Linked DNA regions of Ovis aries: region 2 is linked to region 1. The links are chromatin contacts, called in public Hi-C maps. All regions are on one chromosome and are shown on one strand. The core of a region is the stretch at or near the end of the contact, and the rest is flanking DNA. Distances in the headings are between cores, read along the strand shown. Region 1 holds the start of GADD45G (growth arrest and DNA damage inducible gamma). Region 2 has its middle 600 kb from the start of GADD45G.

What was found. A called contact is a pair of places that touch in the nucleus more often than the background predicts.
Region 2: a Hi-C map of tail adipose tissue shows a contact between it and region 1, with 13 times the contacts expected there. The contact joins the enhancer-like site here to the promoter of GADD45G in region 1. A contact is called at or near these places in 15 of 16 Hi-C or Micro-C datasets (blood, hypothalamus, liver and 7 more).

The regions. Positions count from the first base shown.
Region 1 is chr2:24,390,553-24,398,394 of ARS-UI_Ramb_v3.0, reverse strand. It overlaps GADD45G (growth arrest and DNA damage inducible gamma), which reads right to left and starts at 3,204. Exons shown (of 4, transcript XM_015093022.3): 1 at 3,045-3,204; 2 at 2,672-2,773; 3 at 2,345-2,558; 4 at 1,638-2,248. The coding sequence starts at 3,097. The coding sequence ends at 2,138.
Region 2 is chr2:24,989,949-24,997,790 of ARS-UI_Ramb_v3.0, reverse strand. No RefSeq gene overlaps it. Among named protein-coding and RNA genes, the nearest start is that of GADD45G, 600 kb to the right of the region's middle. Within about 2 kb of position 2,825, at least 6 of the 54 cell types and tissues checked have an H3K27ac peak or open chromatin away from gene starts, as enhancers often do. A contact at or near this core is called in tail adipose tissue, where this site is marked.

The DNA.
Region 1 (7,842 bases), core at 1,955-4,454:
TTTTATTACATATCCTCTGGAGTGTTTCATTTTAATAGCATTAAATGCTTATTCACACCACTCCCAAAAATTTAAGCACAAGCTTTAGGGCTGGCACGATGTCCAAGCATGCATTTTTTTTTTCTCCCTATAAATTTTTTCTAGCCCCTAAGGGCTCCAACAGGTGCCCTTGCTGTAAATTCTAATCCACAAAATCAAGTCTTTTGCAGATCTGCCAACTGAATGTTCTACAAGGGTCAGTGGGCCAGTGGGAGGATCTGCTGCCTGTCCTATGCAATATGCTGCTGGATCTACTCATTGAAGGGTACATTTTAAACGAATCGTGCTCCGTTTGTGTTTACTATAGCATGCTGTGGCAAATGGTTGTGAGCCCAGAAAGGCAGACTGCTGTAGACCCCCACCCTGCGGGGCTCCACCTCAACTAGGGAAACTCAAGGTTTTGAGCAGCAGTGGGTGAAGCAGTAATGAAACTTTGGCACAAACACAGCTGAATTATTTCACTGAGCTTCTGTCTAATCAAGGGAGAAATATTTTCAAGAGCTAATAAATGTGAAACGAAGATGCTTTCCTTGCAGCAGAAATCATTAGGCTCGTACAGCTCTTTTAATTCTTTCAGGATATGGAGTGAAGTGGCACACGACAAGGCAAATCAGCTGCCTGGAACTGCTGAGAAAGTACACTAACCCTCCTTTGCCTGGAAGGCATGGCGGACCACTGGGCAGCTTGCTAACAGCAATGCAGTTCCATGTATATTCCCCCGCCAAAAGCAGTACAATCAGGCAGCAGCATGAAAGCAAGATATCAGTTTAATAATATAAAAAGTTTGATTCACTCAGTACATTTCCTCCTACATCCTTCTTAAGACTTTGCCCAAAAGATTTGAATTATTTTTCTTCTGTAAGTCTCTCAATGCTGCTGTGAATAGTAGCAGTCCTCATAACTCTGATGTGGGCAGAGAACACTCAAAATAGTAGATAGCAGATGCTGGCCCCACTCAGAATTGCTTACGCCTATTTGTGCAGACACTCCCTTGCCATTTTTGCTCAGATCTTAAGATCTATCACAGTCATGACAAAATGATGACTCACACTTAAATGCAGTCATGTCATATGCGATATTAATACCCTGGTGACATTGCCGTAAGTGCCATTCCTTTAAGGGGAAATGGTTCCTGACAGCAGTCTGCCACCATCCTCAGAGACCACAAAGGGCAGTGCCTGCAGAAGGCAATGCTCATTGTGCAGGAAGGAGCTGCCTGCATCCTGCAAGCTGTTCCCATAAGCAGCTGTTGGAAGGGAGGGGGTGGAGAGGAAAGAAGGGGGAGGGGAGGGAAAGGTCTCTGCTATCGGGTTGGATGGCCAGCTGCTGCACTGATGTCTTATCCCAAGTATGCTCCTGTCTTGCAAGTTTAAAAATTTTCCTGAAGGGAGAGAAATAGGAGCAGGGCTCAAGTTCTGCCCTAACACCCAGCCAGCGTCCCCTCCCCCACTTCCAGCACCCCAGGAGCCTGCCATTCAGCGCCAACAGGAAGATGGAACAGGTGCCATGGAGTTCCGTAAATTTCAGAAATCAGCAGCAGTCCCGCTGACCACCTCCCCCACAGACAAAGATACCCTGCCCTCAATAAAGAGAGTACGTTTGTTTCAGTTAAGTTTATTGTAAAACTCAAAGCTGCAGCAGCATAATCCTTTAGAAAATGAAGCATCGCCCGTATCCGTTTTGAAAACAGCAGTGCATACTGCTCAAGTCCGTCAGAGCTCCTGTAACCGTACAAGTCCAAGCCGCCTGGACTTGCCTTTCCCCTCCTTTCTGCCGGGAGTACAGGCTGCTGAGTCACGCCTGCCCGGCCAGTCTGTCCTTCCCGGCCGCGCGGCCAAGGTCCCGCCTCCGGCCTTCCTGGGCGAGCAGCCGCTCCCCACACTTGTAGAGTCCTGGGTTGGGGCCAGCCTGCCCCTGTCGCCGCCGGGCCCCTCCTCGGGAGGGAACCGCACCTCCTCGCCGCTCTCCACGCGCCCCCGCCTGCCAGTCTCCACGCCGCACTCCGGCGCCCTCCGAGGGCGCATCCACAGAGCCAGCCCCGCGCTAGGCGCCCCGGGGCGTCACCACGTCGATCAAACCAAGGATCCCCACGGGGCTGTCACTCGGGAAGGGTAATATTGGGCACCCAGTCGTTGACGCTGCGGCTCTCCTCGCAGAACAGGCTAAGCTTCTCCAAGGCGGGGTCCTTCCATGCGTCCTCATTGGGGTTCTGCAGAGAGAACGCAGAGGTCAGCCTGGCTGGGCACTGGCTGCTGACGGGAGAGCGAGGGGGCAGGGATCACATCGGCACGGAGGCGACACTCACCGAAATGAGGATACAGTGCAGGTCTCCAGGTGCCCCCGACTCGTCACCGGTACCCACGATCGCCGCCAGCCGCTGCACGTCGCCCACGCGCACGATGTCTATGTCGTTCTCACAGCAGAACGCTTGGATCAAAGTGAAGTGGATCTGCAGCGCGATATCGCCCTCGTCCTCCTCGTCAGCGGCAAGCACGCAGAAGGTCACATTGTCGGGGTCCCTACGCGGGCGAGCAAGAGGTGGTGAGATCAGGTCGAGGAGCCAGGGGCGCCCCCAGCCACTGTCTCCCCGGTCTCCCTGCCGCTCCTCCCACGGGCCGCGTTTGATACTCACACGTTCAGGACTTTGGCTGACTCGTAGACGCCGGCCGTGAGGCAGCCTTGGCGCTGCGCAGACAACAGCAGCTCGTGCAACGCTTTCCCGGCGCCCTGCATCCTGTGGACAAGCCAGCACGGTGAGCCGGAGGGTGCCCTGAGATCCCTGGACCCGGAGACGCACCCCCAGCGCCCCAGCCCGGCGCGCCAGCCCAGGCGGCCGCACCTTCGGCCCAGCCGGCACACTCGCGCCCGGCTTCCACCCAGCGGGTTCCCAACCCAGCCGGTTTCCACCCAGGCGGGCCCCAAAGACTATCGCCCAACCAGCGCGGCCAGGGCAGGACGAGGGTCCCCGCGCGCCCCGAGACGTCCGGAGTTAGGCGCCGACCTACCTGGCTGTGCTTTCTGGAACCGTGTCCTGGCCACGAACTTCTTCCAGAGTCATATTGCGATCTGCGAGCAGCAAGTTATCCACAAGAACAGAGGGCGGAGCAGACGCGAGCGAAGAAGGAAAGTCTGCGAGCAAGCCTGGTGAGCCCGCTGCCGGCGAGTAAGCCGGAGCGCCGCCTTGCGCCCTTATATAGGCTGAGCCGGGTGGCGCCGCCAGCTGGCGCGAGCCTGCGAGCCCATTGGCCCGCGCCCGCTTTCTGATGCAAATGAGGCGGCTGCCCGCGGCTCGTGCCAGAAGGCCACGTGGGGAGGGGTGCGGGGGATGACAATGCCTCAAATCTGCCGCTTTTGTCGGGGTGTTACCAGGCAGACTGGAGCCTGCAGATTTCATCTCGCCTTTTTTTTTTAAGTCCTTAAAAGGAAAAAGTTACGGGGGGAAAAAACCCTCACTTGTTAACAGTACGCTGCAATTTGTGAAATGCACCTTTGGGGAAATCTAATGAATATTTTTTTTGCATTTATTTTTCTTGCTACCTTTTCTATTTTTTTCTTCACTTTTAATTTGGAGTTTCTGAAACCATTTCTTCTAAACCGGAACTTAAAAAACAGGCTGCGCTGGCTAAGCTAGCTAAAGGCCTGAAAGCAGCCCTCTCCAGCTGACACCAGAGCCCCGAGCGCGAGGTTCTTCTAGCACAATCAAGACCCGGACCCGGTCGCGCTGCAAAGTCTAGCCAATCTCCCGGCCCGCTACTAAGCGCTGCGGGGCGCCAGGGCGCGCAAGCAGATTGCGGCCGGAACACGCGGCTCGTTTGCATTTCTATGCCGGGTGCACAATAGCAGAGGTCTGGCGTGTGGCGGTTTGTAGGAGGGACAATTGAAGCTTTCTCTTCATAGCGACACTGTCCACCTGCCGCTGGGTGGGGTGGGAGAGCCCCGCCGCGCGTGGGGGTCACCGGGCTGCTCGGCGCGTGGTGGGTCGCGGCCGCGTGGGGCTCCTGCGCTCCTCAATGCGCGCCCCCTGCACCGGCCCCGCTGCACCCACCACACGTTTGCATGAAATTCCGCCCCAAAAGGTTCTAGCGCACGTGCGGAGCAGCCGTGGAAGTTGGAAGGAACACCTGGCTGCTGCACCTTCTTCGCAGCCGGGTGGGGACCCCAAGAACTTTGGGAACTACGCTTGGAATCCCTTTCCCGGGGCGCCATCTACAGGCCGACGGGAAAGTTCCTGAGCACCTCTCCCCCGCACTTCCATTGACATACTGTGGGGACTTGGCCTTTGGCCCTCTGATCAAGGAGGGGCCCAGGTAGAGTCAGCTGAGCCCCATCTAAGCTACATATTAATGGAAGTCAAAAACTGCAAAACCCAGATGAAGACAAAAGGAGACTCCAATCCAGTACTGACGGAAGAAAAGCCTATATTTGGCAAGCTATTTTGAAAAATTTTGACCTAAGTATGCATGTATTAAAAGCTTGTTTTCCAGGAATAGAGAAATAATACTAAATGAGAGCTTGAGAGCGTTTAATAGACATTGCTTGGCCGGGGCCATTTTGGACCTGTGTAATGAATGTTAGTTACTCAGTGGTGTCCGACTCTTTGCAACCCCATGGACTCTACAGCCAGACTCCTCTCTCCATGGGATTCTCCAGGCAAGGATACCAGAGTGGGTTGTCATGCCCTCCTCCAGGGGATCTTCCCGACCCAGGGATGGAACCTGGGTCTCCCGCATTGCAGGCAGATTCTTTACTATCTGAGCCACCAGGGAAGTTGACACTTCCAGAAAGTTTGCTCACTGAGCTTATAATTTTTGGTGCCTGCATCTCTCTATGTGCACTGAGGTGCATTCTGTCTCCGCCACCCAGCCTTAACCCTTACTAGGTGAGGTTTTTGAGACTGGGCAGGACAGCTATAGCGGGTGCAGGGGCTGTTGGGTGTGCTGGGAGTCCCGACTCTGCGGCAAGACAGGAAATAAGGAAGACAACGGAGTGCACTGGCTTCTTGCGCCCCCCGGTGGCCAGCTGGCAGAGGACAGCTGAGAGAGCGGAACACTTCCCAGATGCCAATTGAGTGTTTGCTCACCTAACATCGCTGAAATCCGAGGTGTCTTCCCCGCCCCCCGCCCCCCGCCCCCCCACTGAAGGGCAGTTGATCTTCAGCGTTACAGGTGTACACAACAGTGAATCAGTTATACATATACACCACACATCCACTCTTTTTTAGACTCTTTTCCCATGTAGGTCATAGCAGAGTATTAAGTAGAGTTCTCTGTTCTACGCAAAAAGTTCTTATTAGTCATCTGTTTTATGTAGTAGCACGTATAGGTCAATCCTAGCCTCCCAACCTATCCCTCCCCCTCACACGCCCCCACCCCCGGTAGCCATTATATTGTTTTCTAATTGCTCCCTCCCCATTGCTGGCATCCTGTGGCTTTCCTTTGCTGCCATTTCCTTTCTTTCTTTACTGCCCACTGCATGCTCAGTTGCTCAGATGTGTACAACTCTTTGTGACCCTATGAACTGACTGTAGCCCACCAGGCTCCTCTGCCCATGGAATTTTCTCAGGCAAGAATACTGGAGTGGGTTGCCATTTCCTCCTCCAGGGGATCTGCCTGACTCAGGGATCGAACCTGTATCTCCTGCGTCTCCTGTATTGTCAGGTGGATTGTTTTATCACTGAGCCGCCGGGGAAGCCCCTTCTTTCTTCGTTAGTGGTAAACAAAATGATGGTGTGCCTTGATTGGATAAGATATATTTATTTTTAAGTGATTGAAACATAGATATTGCTTTTAAAAGTATCAAATATTTTTTAATGTACTAGTTTCAGGTCCCCAGAAAATGTATCATTGCAAAAATGAGACTTATTTGACATCTTAGAGTTTATTTCCCCCTCCCCATTTTAAACACTGGAAATCTCCCTACACACCAGGCCTCACACCCGGACCCCAGAGGAGGGGAGGGGGGACAGGAGACAGCATTTCCAGTTGGTGCTGAGCCAGCCCTAAGAAGAGGCCTGATTGACACCTCCCTGGGGCTATCTACTTCACTCATATTTTTAAGGTATTGAATTTCAGGAAAATCGCCTTTCTGACGTTGGATATGACTTCACATGGGTTTATTAGGTCAGTCCACATGGCCCAAAAGGCTTCATCCTCAATTAGGAAAGAAACATATTGTCTGGAGTCTAAGTTGGCCCTTCACCAGACACTCCCTCCCCATTCTTACAAGTTAGACAAACGCAGAAGCTACTGGCTCTGGGATAGCCCATATCCAGTTTGCCGGTCATACTACAGGAGAGGGGTGGGCAAAGCCAACACCCCAATACCGGAAACTTCAGATGCTCTTCTGGCCCACCCTGAGATAGAAGATGGTTGACTAAAGCCCACCTGTCCCATTCTGTTGCCACTGTGCCCCCAAACTGAATTCAACCCATGTGTCAGCCTGCTGCAGCCCCCATTCCTAGGAGACTGTGATGTCAACCAAGCTCCCTGTGATTATACCCCCTAATGTTCCTGTGAACCTTAACCATGACGGCGATGGTGACATTACTAAAGGGACACCCTCAGAGATGTTCTGTTTTACAAACCTTTTGGAAGCACTTCGATGTTTTTATTAACACTTCATGAACTCCTTATGGCCAAATTCAGACTTAAATTGAAGAAAGTAGGGAAAACCACTAGACCATTCAGGTATGACCTAAATCAAATCCCTTATGATTATACAGTGGAAGTGACAAATAGATTCAAGAGATTAGATCTGACAGACAGAGTGCCTGAAGAACTATGGACAGAGGTTCGTGACATTATATAGGAGGCAGGTATCAAGACCATCCCCAAGAAAATGAAATGCAAAAAGGCAAACTGGAGGAGGCCTTACAAATAGCTGAGAAAAGAAGAGAAGCTAAAGGCAAAGGAGAAAAGGAAAGATATACCCATTTGAATGCAGAGTTCCAAAGAATAGCAAGGAGAGGTAAGAAAGCCTTCCTCAGTGATCAGTGCAAAGAAATAGAGGAAAACAATAGAATGGGAAACACTAGAGATCTCTTTAAGAAAATTAAAGATACCAAGGGAACATTTCAATGCAAAGATGGGCACAATAAAGGACAAAAATGGTATGGACCTAACAGAAGCAAAAGATATTAAGAAGAGGTGGCATGTTCCTTCTATTCCTGCTTTCTGGAGAGTTTTTATCATAAATGGATGTTGAATTTTGGCAAAGACTTTCTCTACATCTACTGAGATAATCATATGGCTTTTATTTTTCAATTTGTCAATGTGGTGTATTACATTGATTGATCTGCCTTATGACCCAGCAATCCCACTGCTGGGCATACACACTGAGGAAACCAGAATTGAAAGAGACACGTGTACCCCAATGTTCATCGCAGCACTGTTTATAATAGCCAGGACATGGAAGCAACCTAGATGTCCATCAGCAGATGAATGGATAAGAAAGCTGTGGTACATATACACAATGGAGTATTACTCAGCCGTTAAAAACAATACATTTGAATCAGTTCTAATGAGGTGGATGAAACTGGAGCCTATTATACAGAGTGAGGTAAGCCAGAAAGAAAAACACCAATATTGTACACTAACGCATATATATGGAATTTAGAAAAATGGTAACAATAACCCTGTATGTGAGACAGCAAAAGAGACACAGATGTATTGAACAGTCTTTTGGACACTGTCAGAGAGGGAGAGGGTGGGATGATTTGGGAGAATGGCATTGAAACATGAATAATATCATATAAGAAATGAATCACCAGTCTAGGTTCGATGCAGGATACAGGATACTAGGGGC
Region 2 (7,842 bases), core at 1,576-4,075, 600 kb before region 1:
GTCTTTAAAACAATCATCCTCAGGCTTTCCAGAAGGAGCTTTATTTACACAAATTGGTAAGGGTTTCCAAACTGATTGGTCTGGAAGCCTGAGCCCGGTTTTTTCATAAGCTCTCAGAGGGTTCTACCTCATCATGAATTTGCAGCTTCAAGTTGCCCATTCTTCTCCCTGACCTCTGGTCTTACCTCCCATGACTTTTGGCATCACGTCTGGTTTGGATTATTACTACAAGAATGTCTTCTCAGAAATGACACACCACACATGTTCACACATATATATGTGTATACACACAATGTACAGGTTTCTCTCACACGCACACATGTGTACATGCACATTCACAAACAAATACATACACATGCATACACATACATACGATTTTCAGAGCTCGAAAGAGTGGGAAATGGATTTTACTAAATCAAGGAGGCAGATTCCTTATCCAAATAACACATGTATCCTTTCCCTAACTGGAACCCCTTTAGCCCTTGATTTGGAAAAATAAGCAGTTGCTCTTGGATGCAGAGATGGTTGGTAAATTAAGATCTCAAGGGGGTTTCATTCTTCCATCTGCTGCTTCCAAGCTGAGCCTCTGGGTGGCAGCAGAAACTCACAGTTGAATGTCTGATTAAGTAAGTGTGTCTTGGTATGTATGTGATACACGTGCATCTGTGTGTAGGGTGCATGTGTCTTGTGTCTGTGTCTTTATATATGTGGTTATACGTGTCTGTGTAGTCTGTGTGTCTCTTTGATATGTATATTTTTGTCTGTATGTGCGTACCTGTATATGTGAGGTATGTATGTGTGATGTGTGTGTATGTGTGTGTGTGTGTGTCTAGTGTGTGGGTATTTATGCATGTAAGTGTACGTGTCTGTGCAGTGTGTGTGGGGCTTGTGTGTATTTTCTATCTGTATATGTGTATGTGAGGTATGTATATGTATGTGTGTATGCATGTATATAGGTAAGTATGTGTGTATATGAGATATGTGTGTATATGTGCATGTGAGGTGTGTGTCTGTGTGAGTTATGTATGTGTGTGAATGTGTGTGTGATGTGTGTGTATGTGAAGCATGTATGTGTGCATGTATATGTATGTGTATATTGTTATATATGTATGTGAGTTATGTATGTGTATGGGTGTATATGTATATGTGAGGTATGTGTGTGTGTGTGAGGTGTGTGTGTGCACATATGTGTGTGTGAATGTGTGTATAAGTCTATGTGACATATATGTTTATGTTAGGTGTGTATGTGTGTAAATGTGTGTTGTATATGAAGTATGTGTGTGTGTTGTGTATATATGTATTGAGTTATGTATGCATCTGTGTTTATGTGAGCTATGCGTGTGTGAGGTATGTGTGTGTGTATGTGTATATGTATGTATGTGTATGTGAAGTATATATGTGTGTGTGATGTGTGTGTATATGTGTATGTGAAGTATATACGTGTGTGTGAAGTGTGTGTGTATGTATATATGTATGTGAAGTATATGTGTGTGTGTGCGTGTGTGTGTGTGTATATCTGCGTGTGCGTGGAGCACAACTGCTTTAGATGGCCAGCTGCCCCAGAGATGCCTCTCCAAAGAAGACTCTTGTGAGGAAGATGGGCTATATTCTGTGCTGCTCACAGAGGAGGAGGGATAATCACAGAGACAGTCCCGCTCACCTGCTGGCCAGGACCAAGCAGCAGGGAGACAGCTGCGCACCCGGAGACCCCACTCCAGTCCTGGGCTCGAGCGCTGCCACTGGGTCATGGCTGTGGGCAGGTGCCTCCTGGAACCGCATCTTCTTTCTGTAGGAACTTTCCCCCATTGTCTGTTTTGCTCCACTGGGTTCCTTTGCCTTTGCCATCCATCCTGGCCAAGGGGCACTGTGTTTTGCCTTTTGAATCTATTTGTACAGATTCCTGCTGACCGAGTAAGGGAGGGGACCACACACTCACTGCAGCCCACCTCAGGTGTGGTGGGTGAAAGTGCCTCGTTCTTTCCAGTCTCTTTGCACAGCTGTCAGCCTGGACACCCTCCCTACTAGTAGCCAAGGTTATCATGACTTCACTGACCTTCCTCTGAAGTGATGAGGAGAACTCTGGCCCTATCTTCTCTGCCTGGGGCATGTGATAAGAAGATGAGGGGAGGGGAAATTGATATTTAATTCTTCATGATTAAAATATGTTTGCAGACACAAAAGCCTGGAAACAAAGGAAGGATATGGATGCACACAGCTCTCTAGTGAGAGGGTCTGGTGCCTTCCCCAAAAGATCAGACCTACTGCTTACCAGTCTCTCTAAGCCCAAGTTTCCTCATCTGTAAAGTGAGGCACGTTGCCTCCCCTATCATTACCAACTCAGGAGATTAAACGGGACAGTATGTCCAGGAAAACTATATAAACTAAAGCCACAAATACAGTTTCTGGATCCAATATCAATAAACACCGTTTCCATGTGGATGGTGATCGGACGTCTCAGAACTTCAGCTTAGATGCCTCACCCTGACTGACTCCTGGCTCTTGTCCTTGCCCTTCATGAGCTACCTAGGAGCTGGGCCTGCACTCCATAAGCCCTGGGTCTTTCTGTTGATTGCATAATTGAGGACTAGGTGAAATACAGAGCAAATGTGAAGGCTCCCAGCCGTGCCAGCCCCCGTGTGGCCATCCTGTGGGCTGGTGGGGCTGGAGCCCTGGGATTGCAGCTCTGGCAGAACCAGGTGTCATCTCTGAAGTGCACTCCAACAGGAACACGAGAACACAGAGGAACTTGCCCCAGGGTGGCCTCAGCATCCGTCTTGCTGCCTTTGTTTATTTGGGTGCCTGGGAGACGAGCGCCCTGCTCACTCACCCACATTCTGGGCCAGGGCAACTGTACCCACACATTGCCCTTTTACCTTGGAACAGGCCTTATGATGCCAGTGTTCCTTCCATTGTGAAAGATGCCAGCTTCTCAGCCCTGTGGATGCAGCTTTCTTCACTCCCCAGCCAGGACTAGAGCCAAAGCTGAAATAGGGGCCCCACCATGGCTCTGACCTGCCCCATGCTGCTCCCAGGGAACACGACCTTCATCCTTAATTATTTGTGTGACGTTCATAGTCTCTACATAGCCAGTTTCCTTTTCCCCAGGCTCAGTTTGTAGGTGAGATCTTCCAGTTTGGACACATCTACAGGCACTGAAGAATTCTTACGAGACTCTAGATATTGATTTTAGTGGAAAAGGAGCTTGGTCTCCCAGGAAAGCTGCTCCTGACATTTCATCCCCTCCCCTGCCCTGAGACTGCCCATATTCAGGTCAGCATGCTGGTTCTTTTTAAGACACACACCTGTCTACAGACCCTGCCCTCACTCCACTTCTCTGCCCTGATCAGGAGCCAGACAGAGAGGCAGGCCTGCCACAGCTCTAAGCTCAAAGAGAGTGCTAGAGTCAGACATTCTGCAAAAGCAGCAGGTAGTGTTGACTGCAGAGATCTGCGTCTCCTTCAAAGTGACTCTTGAAGGAGAAAACTACTGAGCAAAGTCAGGTCTATTTTCTCCACTTGTTCAGAGGAAAGTTATTGTCAGAAAGGCACTGTGCCTGTAGGATTTAGGAGTAAAGATTGATATATAGTGAGATATATAAAGTGAGATAGGGTTTTCAGTAGCTCTGAGATGTCTTGCTCTGTGTGTGTATGTGCACACACATGTTTGTGTCAGTCCAAAGGCACACAGGGCCCCCTACAAATGATCTGTGCTCTTTCTCAGATAGATCAGGACAACATTGTTAGACTATTAAACATAAAAAACCTGTGTCCTTTCTTCCTGTTATTTTTTTCTGCCTGTTCAAATAGTAGTAGTGCGTTAGCAATAATAGTGTTCATGTCACTTAGTTCCAGCAAACCCATCAAAGCAAAGATGGCCAAGATGTTCCCCAAACCCACAGCTGCTGAGTGCTCACCAGCACTCTCCAGGGATGCTCCTGAATGCCCTCTGGATCAGCAAGAGTTCAGAGCCCTGGGCTTCTGGTATCACAGAGCACAGGGGGAGCTGCATGTATCCAAATGTACTCAGAAGACACGGGCAGATTGGGCTTGATTTGAAGGTACTTTGGTTCAGTGTTTGACACTAAAAGAGAGCACTGACCTTGCCTGGGGAGTAGTCCTCACTGTAACTAATAATTACCATAAAAACAGGTATAAGTGCAAAATTTCCCAGGCATTGACTAAGACCAGGAGAGCCTTTGTGCACAGACATCTCTGTGCACACCCACAGGTAGTGGCTTGAGGTGGAAGAGAAGGACCTCTGGGGTGCTTGTAGCACCTGTTAAGCTTGTATTGGCCACAGAGCGAGCGACAGCCAAGAGAAGACATTCCCGGCTGCTGGCTTAGTGATTTGTAAATAATGAGCTCCTGGTGGGAGGCCTGTGCGTTTCAGAGCATATGCTCTGACAGATGGGATGGACATCAGCAGGTTTGTGGGTACACTCTGGGGACCTGCCAATCACCAGCATCCAGCTCCTGGGAGTGAAACAGCCTTCGGCAAAGGATAGAGGTATTAGATAGCAACTTCAAACACATTTCAGTGCAGGCTAACCTTGACCACAGTGATCTTTCTATACAGAGCCCCTTCCCCTGGAGTGCAGAGAGCCCCAGAAAGACTTCAGATCAGTCTGGGGATGCTTCATATGGGGAACATTAACTACATCTACGGTTCTTCAAGTGGGGTCCCTGGACTAGCAGCAGCTGGAATCCGGATGGATATTTCTGGAGGGAATAGAAAAAGAAAAGAAAGGACTCTGATATAATTTTGACTTCACTCCTTAAATTTGGTTTCAGATTGAAAAGTGGAAATTCCAGGCAAAGAGCCCCTGAGAGTAGGTATATTTTACACACTCTGTCAGGAGCAAGATTCAGTGCCTTAGGTCAGAGCCTGTTCCTACCAGACTCCAGGAAAAGTAGATTCTGCAGAGAAATGAAGGACTAAGGCTCACCCAGTCTTGAATCTAGGACTATTCCATTTGAAGCAATAGGAACAACCTGCAGTGCTTTGGACCTTACCCTTTAGCAAGTGAAGCAAAACCAAAACCAAACCAAACCAAAGAAGCTACTGAAGAAACTCTGGCCAAATCATTGGATCAGCAGTGATCAAGGATTATCCATCAGTGATGCTCCTAGCTGAGACTTGGAGAGGTTGATATTCAAAGACTGCACAGCATTCTTGGGTCCAGACACGGAAAAGTGACTACTGCCAGCAGAGACCTGGTGCAGACTCAGGGCCAGGGAGCTCCTGCCACCCCCAGCAGGGCAGGTGTCCACTCCTGCCAGCAAAGCAAGAGAGTGGAACAAGAATGGTCTTTTATTCAGTTCAGTTCAGTTCAGTTGCTCAGTCGTGTCCGACTCTTTGTGACCCCATGAATCACAGCACACCATGCCTCCCTGTCCATCACCAACCCCCAGAGTTCACTCAGACTCACATCCATCACGTCAGTGATGCTACCCAGCCATCTCATCCTCTGTCGTCCCCTTCTCCTCCTGCCCCCATTCCCTCCCAGCATCAGAGTCTTTCCTAAAGAGTCAACTCTTCTCATGAGGTGGCCAAAGTATTGGAGTTTCAGCTTCAGCATTATTCCCTCCAAAGAAATCCCAGGGCTGATCTCCTTCAGAGTGGACTGGTTGGATCTCCTTGCAGTCCAAGGGACTCTCAAGACTCTTCTCCAACACCACAGTTCAAAAGCATCAATTCTTCGGCACTCAGCCTTCTTCACAGTCCAACTCTCACATCCATACATGACCACTGGAAAACCATAGCCCTGACTAGACGGACCTTTGTTGGCAAAGTAATGTCTGTTTTTCAATATGCTATCTAAGTTGGTCATAACTTTTCTTCCAAGGAGTAAGTGTCTTTTTAATTTCATGGCTGCAGTCACCATCTGCAGTGATTTGGGAGCCCCCCAAAATAAAGTCTGACGGTTTCCACTGTTTCCCCATCTATTTCCCATGAAGTGATGGGACCAGATGCTATGATCTTTGTTTTCTGAATGTTGAGCTTTAAGCCAACTTTTTTACTCTCCTCTTTCACTTTCATAAAGAGGCTTTTTAGTTCCTCTTCACTTTCTGCCATAAGGGTGGTTTCATCTGCATATCTGAGGTGATTGATATTTCTCCTAACAATCTTGATTCCAACTTGTGCTTCTTCCAGCCCAGCATTTCTCATGATGGTCTTTTATTAGGCAAAGAATTTTTCCAAGTCACTTACACTGACTGAGGTTTCAGTTTTCTCATTGGCAAAATGAATCTATTAATATCTTCCTCAAAAACGTTTTGTAGGTGTTAAATGAGTCGTGCCTGGCATCTAGCATCTGGTACATGTTTATGCAGTGGTTTGGAAATCTGAGTTGCCACCCATTAGAGGGAAGGACAATCAATTCAGTAAGTCATGATTCTAAATGATTTATTGGGGACTTGAACTTAAATCTTTTCAAAGTCATACTTGATATTAATCTTTCTTTTTATTTTTCTTTATCAAACATAGTAAGCTTTTTCACTAAATTTTTGTTTCAGTTGTATCTATCATACACATGAAGTACAATGTGAAACATATTTCTCTTTTTTTCAGTTCCTCTTATATTTATTGATAAATAAGACAGTAAGTATTGTGCATATATGCACTGATACATTTGCTTTTGATTTAGAATGCAGGAATTTTTTTAATAGTTCTATTCAGTTCAGTTCAGTTCAGTCGCTCAGTTGTGTCTGACTCTTTGCGACCCCATGAATCGCAGCACACCAGGCCTCCCTGTCCATCACCAACTCCCAGAGTTCACTCAGACTCGCATCCATCGAGTCGGTGGTGCCATCTAGCCATCTCATCCTCTGTCATCCCCTTCTCCTCCTGCCCTCAACCCCTCCCAGCACCAGAGTCTTTTCCAGTGAGTCAACTCTTCGCATGAGGTGGCCTAAGTACTGGAGCTTCAGCTTTAGCATCATTCCTTCCAAAGGAATCCCAGGGTTGATCTCCTTCAGAATGGACTTGTTGGATCTCCCTGCAGTCCAAGGGACTCTCAAGAGTCTTCTCCAACACCACAGTGTAAAAGCATCAATTCTTCGTTGCTCAGCCTTCTTCACAGTCCAACTCTCACATCCATACATGACTACTGGAAAACCATAGCCTTGACTAGACGGACCTTTGTTGGCAAAGTAATGTCTCTGCTTTCGAATATGCTATCTAGATTGGTCATAACTTTTCTTCCAAGGAATAAGCCTCTTTTAATTTCATGGCTGCAATCACCATCTGCAGTGATTTTGGAGCCCCCCAAAAATAAAGTCTGACACTGTTTCCACTGTTTCTCAGTCTATTTCCCATGGAGTGATGGGACCAGATGCCATGATAGTTCTATTAGAATTTGTTTAATTTTTAAAAATATTTTAAATAACAATAAAATAATATATATATTTTTAAAAAGTAAAATATTTCTTACTCAGAATTGTAACCCCAAATTGGAAAGCACTGTATTAGCTAGTCAATAGATATTAGTCCCTTTCCTTCTTCCTCCTTTGTCACTTCATCCATCCCTCAGAAAAGCAAGGTGGCCACCTTCAATCATCTGAGTATCTAAAGGGGTTCTGCATCCAATTCTGATGTGTGTGTATATGTGTGAAGGTATAGGGAGGTCTCCTGTGCATCCAAGTACCTCCATTCTGACACTGTCTCCCTGGTTTAGCATCAGGTCACACAGGTGAAGGGCTAAGTCCTGCAAGACTTGCCCACCACCTCCGCACTTCAGAAGCCAGTCCTCAAGTCCAAGTTGTCACCTGAAATTTGGGACAGTGGATCAGAGGTTCTGATGACCTGCTCCTTGGGTCTGATTAATTTGCTGGAGCAGTTCAT